2 separate regions of the Mus musculus genome follow, and region 1 is linked to region 2. The links are chromatin contacts, called in public promoter capture Hi-C maps. All regions are on one chromosome and are shown on one strand. The core of a region is the stretch at or near the end of the contact, and the rest is flanking DNA. Distances in the headings are between cores, read along the strand shown. Region 1 holds the start of Ipo5 (importin 5). Region 2 holds the start of Dis3 (DIS3 homolog, exosome endoribonuclease and 3'-5' exoribonuclease).

Evidence for each region. Promoter capture Hi-C pulls out the DNA fragments that hold promoters and counts their contacts.
Region 1: a contact with region 2 is called in a promoter capture Hi-C map of pre-B cells. The contact joins the promoter of Ipo5 here to the promoter of Dis3 in region 2.

Annotation. Positions count from the first base shown.
Region 1 is chr14:120,909,790-120,912,489 of GRCm38.p6, forward strand. It overlaps Ipo5 (importin 5), which reads left to right and starts at 1,405. Exons shown (of 26, transcript NM_023579.4): 1 at 1,405-1,554. The coding sequence starts at 1,465.
Region 2 is chr14:99,098,379-99,101,078 of GRCm38.p6, forward strand. Dis3 (DIS3 homolog, exosome endoribonuclease and 3'-5' exoribonuclease) reads right to left here and starts at 1,392. Exons shown (of 21, transcript NM_028315.2): 1 at 1,068-1,392; 2 at 305-462. The coding sequence starts at 1,295. It overlaps Pibf1 (progesterone immunomodulatory binding factor 1), which reads left to right and starts at 1,046. Exons shown (of 18, transcript NM_029320.3): 1 at 1,046-1,751; 2 at 2,651-2,700. The coding sequence starts at 2,672.

The DNA of each region.
Region 1 (2,700 bases), core at 155-2,654, about 22 Mb after region 2:
GAAGTAGTCGAGTCCTTTTGACACAAGACATACATCCCCCTTTTCACCTGCTGTCATCCTCAACTTGGGCAATGCTTTGGACACACAGTAGGCTTTTAACTGAGTCTGGGCAAACAGGAGCTGGGATAAACTTGGGAGCTGAGAGCCAGTCAAGATTTTTACAACAGAATCTGAATTGTGGAGAAAGGTCTCCCCTCTATAGGTGTAGCTGCAACCCTGATTACGTTCTGCTTTTCTGGAGGCCAGCGCATCTATTTTGTAGAACTAGTTTCCAACTGGGGATGCTCTTTCATTCTTGGGCCACATTGTTTTTTTTTTTTTTTCAGTGTAGGACCATTTCATACATTATTTTTTTCTTTTGATATGAGCATTTGAGTCTGTGGACATTAGACATGATTCTGAATAGGACATGATTCTCAAAGTGTTTCAGTTTGAGCTCTGCTCTCTCCTGTTTAGGCAGTCCCAGATAGAAAGATGGGCCAACGCTGGTGTTTAAGCACTAGAGTTTAGGAGGTGAGAGGGAGGCAGCCTCTGGTCCCCTCCATGCTGGCACGCATCAACTATCAATGGATCGACCACGTTAGGGAGTGGCTCATGACTTCTCCCATCCTTAGAGAGCAAGGAAGCTCCAAACACCAGGATGGGTGGCAGTTCCCGGGTGGGGAGCGTGCGTGATTTGATCCGGGACGGAGAGGTGCAGGGGGGAAGAGTCCGTGATGAGCAACCCCTCTTCCGGGACAGTCCCTGGACGTGAGTCACAGGACAGAGGAGGGTAGGGACCGCCTGAGTCACAGGCTGAGGGGGACGACACGACACCACAGGGCCAGACAGATGGAGGGGTCTGCAGAGGCGGGTGTGTGTATGCGTGTGTGCTCGCTGCTGGGGGGATTGGGATGGGGTTAGGGAGGGGGGTCCCGGGGCCCCAAAGCCCTAAGGCGCGGCTACGCGGCGGGCGGCAGGGAAAGGGAGTCCAGCCAGCCCGCGGCGCCGAAATCTCCCGCGCTCAGGAGCTGGCCCCTCCTCCGGGCCCGGCCTCACGCCCCTCGCGGCGGCCCAGCCGGATCGGCTCCTCCCAACCCGCGCCCCGGGAACCCCAACCTCGTCCTAACAGCGGCCCTCTGGCCGCCACACACGCCCGCCAGCCCCGCCTCCCGGCGCGCGCTGGAGTGACGACACCGCAGGGTGCGTGACCAATCGGCGTGGCCCTCGAGGGGGGGCGGCCTCGGGCACGCCCCCCGCGCCGCGAGCCAATGGGACGCCGGCGTCGGCGGCCGCGGCCGGGTGAGAGGGCGCGAGGCCCCGCCCCGTCCTCCCTCGGCCCCCTCGGCCCCGCCCTTCTCGCCCGGCCCCTCATCCCCGCGCCGCCGCTGGTGCCGGTCGCCGCGCTGGGCCCGCCCCCAACCCTCCCGCCGGCCCGCCAGCGCGCCTCACAGCTCCCTCCTTCTCTCTCTCACGCCTAGCGCAATGGCGGCGGCCGCGGCGGAGCAGCAACAGTTCTACCTGCTCCTGGGAAACCTGCTCAGCCCCGACAATGTGGTCCGGAAACAGGCGGAGGTAAGCGAATCGGCGGCCCCGGCGCGCCGATCCTTCTCCTCCGCGGCCGGCCGGCTGGCCCTGGGCGCTCGTCGGCCGGCCGGCCGAGCGGCGCGGGTCGGCCCGGCTGGCGGACAGCGGCCCCGCAGCCCACGTGCGCGCCTCCCGCCCGGCCCCGGCCCTTCCGGCCCGTGCAGCGGCGGCGGCGCCGGTTGCCTCGCCGCCGACCCGCGCACACGTGCCACCGCGCCTGACGCGCCCCGCCCGCGGGCCCTGCACCCCAGCCCTGCTCTCCCTCCCCGCGTGGCCCGCCAGCCCTCGCGGGCGGCCAGACCCCGGCAGCTCCTGACCCGTCCCGCTTCCCCCACCACCCCAGCCGCTCCCTTCCCCATCCCAGCTCAGGGAGAACGCGTGTCCTGCCTGTCGCTGCCTTACGGCGTCTTTCCCCCGAGCCCCTTTCTGGTTTCTAAAAGGAACTGCACACGCCGGTCCCTTCAAGATCGTGTGAAGTTGCCTTTGAGGGATCCCTGCTTGACCACCTCGCTCTGCTCTTCTTCCTTCGAATCTTGTTTGATCTCTAGAGATTTGGGCTTATAAACGGGATATACTGGGGGCTGTGGCTGTCTAACTGGGCCAGTGCCATCTCTTTTTCATATAACACAGATCGTTCTCAATCAGTCTTAGATCAAGGGTTCCATTTCAGATACAGTTATAAGCCCATTTGCAAGCTAGCAATAATATTATTAGCTCACTAGAAGACGGAAGATACATTGTTAGTGTTGAAGCTCAGATTTTTGTGAGGTAATTTCTAGGAAAGTTGATACGTGGAGCTCCTTACGACCCATGGGTCTGAAGTTTTTTAGGAGACTCTGAGGATGTGTGAATAGCTTTACTTACAAAGCAAAGATGTCTTTTATATATAGCTAGTGACGTTGACATGTCTTGTACTTACCGACCTAAAGTTGGGAGCTGTCTTTTAAAACAGTTGCTAATTTCGCTTTGAGTAGAATGGATAATCTGGCCACACTTAGATTTTAGTAAGTAAAGAAGTTGGAGACTTAACTTCTGTGTGAAATGGTGCTTTAAACTATGTCCTTCTTAATGGTGCTTTTAATTTTGGGGGGAGGGGAGATAGCGATGTTTGGCTCTCTAGTTTACACAGGCCCT
Region 2 (2,700 bases), core at 142-2,641:
ACTCACATAATATGGGATTACAGGAGTGTAGATGGTTCTTATCGCCAAAGAATCAACCATTCAACTCAATAGACAACTTAAAGGGAGCATTTCAGAAGTAAAAGGACGACTTTAGCGGCTAGATCCTGGTTTAGGGTGTGACCTCACTAACACTGCGACCTTAGATGAGCCTATGTAGGTAGCACTGTCTTCCACACAACCAGGTAACCACCAAGCAGCACAGGAAGCTACAGCCTGTGTTTGATAAATTCCTTTCCAAGAAGTCTGTTAAATTTAGGTAGCCCTGTGGTTTTGTGATACTTACTTATGGTGCTCATTAGTGAAGGTATAGAAATGCTTTTCCTGGTTATTGGTCACATCCCTGATTCGCTTGTAGATGGGGGCGCTCCGGTTTCTCACTTCTTGCATCACTGTTTGTAGCACAATGACATTTCTGATGGCCGGGTGTTCGAGGACATCAATCTTAAAAAACCAAAGCCAAATGTTAACTCCCCCGTTTTCAGTTCTACCTTGAACTCTCTGCCCAGCCTGAATTCTTGTGACAGTTTAAAACACTGACTCTCCGTTAGGCCAAAGTGGTACTTGGCTGCAGAAAAAACTTGACAAAGTCACTAAGGGGGGACCCTGTAGGCCTGAGACGATGACAAGCACCCATAATCGGACCACAGAGTTTGCAATACCAGAGCTATTAATAAGTAAATTATGCTGGCCCACACAATTTTTTGTTCGTAGGCACTTACAAGCTGCCTGGGGGTCGCAATCTGGAGGCCACAGAAGCCCAGGTCCCCGGCTTCCAGGCACTTATAATCTAAAGTAGAAGAGACACCAGGGGTTAGAAAATGTAACGTGTCTAAAAATAAGACTCCAAGAACCGAAAAAAAATATATATATATAAATAAATAAAGTGACATCAGGGAACGGTACCTCAGCCTGGATGGCAGGATGCGAGCGAGGGTAGCCACGGTACTTGCCTCTCTCCATCCAACATCCCAAGACCCGCCTCCCCGGTCCCCAGCGTCCCTGTCTGCCACGCCCCCTCGTCACCACGCGGCCCCGCGTCCACGCACCTGGTGCAGCAGCACATTGGTGTCCGGCAGAAGGTAGTGCGGCCACGGGCAGAGGCTGCTCGCCTGGTCCCGGGGCTGCAGCTCCAGGGCCGGGCCCGCGTGCGCCCCGCCGCAGGCCGAGCAAGCCGGCGCGCCGCAGCCGATGTCATCCCGCAGGTAGTGCTCGCGCACGATCTTCACCACGCCGCCCGCGCGGGTCTTCTTCAAGAACGTCTTGGACCTGAGCATCTCGCCTCGCGGCGTGGGATCCCGGCCGTCAGCTAAGAAACCGAGGCGCGGCCACGCGCATTCCCGCTTTTGCCCGCTGGCTGGTGAGGTCACTCTCGCGAGAAAACACGAAGGCGCGTTCGTTCCCCGACGGTCGCGGTGATTGGGCGAGTGTTGGTTGTTTCCTCCCGCCGGTGGGCGGGGCTTTCCTCTGGACTACAGCTCCCAGCCTGCACCGCTTCCGACTGGCTTCCGGGAAGGAGTGAGCTTGGGTACCTGCGCACCCCAGGTTCTTCCGACTTCTTCTGGGGCACGGCGTGTGGTTGTCTTGGTGACCGATCCTAACGGTCCGGTAGCCCCGAGATACCTGTTGAGGGGTGGCAGCCTGAGCTGCTGACTGAAGACGCCATTGGTTCTTCCAAGAGTCCGGGTGAAGCTGGTGTTATCCTTATATGCGGAGTTACTGACCATTGAGAGGTAGCTTCCAGGAATCCTTTTCCCTTTCTTTCTCACGCGGCGCAGAGATGCTAAAATGTAGGAAGTTTAGAATGTACGGATTTCTTAATCAAAGAGGGAGAAGCCGGTCCCTGGTCCTTGGTAACTCACGCAAGGATTTGTTTTCTTATTTTACTTTTTTTCCCCCCCAATCCTTTCCCTTTAAAAAGGAAAGAGGCGGATTGTACTGAAGCTCTTCCTGTTCCCCCCCACCACACAGACCTCCTTCTTTAGCGTTCCTCTTAGAGAAACTGAAATAGCTAGTTCTATAACTATTTTACTAAATCGTGTCGTATTTAAACAAGGGAGTTACAAAAAGCCTTGTGAAGGCTAAAATGTGCTATTCAGAATATTCGAGTTTGTACCCTTCTAACCTCTTTAGGTTTTTCAAGTTATTTAAAAATGCTTTTGTCGCACTCTGAGCCTGTTTTCAAATTTTTCGGTGATGCCTTAACTGTAAAACTAAACCTGGCATGTAAGTCTTGCTTTATAAACCCTCCACCGACATACCAACATTTTTCTCTCTGTGTCCAGATTTCAATACTACTTCTGTGAGGACCTTCAGTGACAAAAATCAACCTCTCCTTGAGTTTGAAACTTAGTATTATAGGGCTATCCTTTCTATTTTACATGACTTTATTTATCTGTTACCTTCAAGTAAGATTCTTGCCCCGAGACACACACACACACACAGGACAATGGGTGAGTTCATGATAGGATTTAGTGAGTCTGTTTGATTTGAACACTAATCTGGCTTACATTTGGGACCTTCCAATACCTAATGATCTAGGCGATCCTTGGTGTCTCTTTAATGCTCTGTATGCCCTGTAGTAGGTTTTTTTTTTTTTGTATATTTAACTTTATTTCTTTTTATTCTACAGAAGATTGATTCAAATAATAAAATGTCTCGCAAAATTGCCAAGGAACCAAA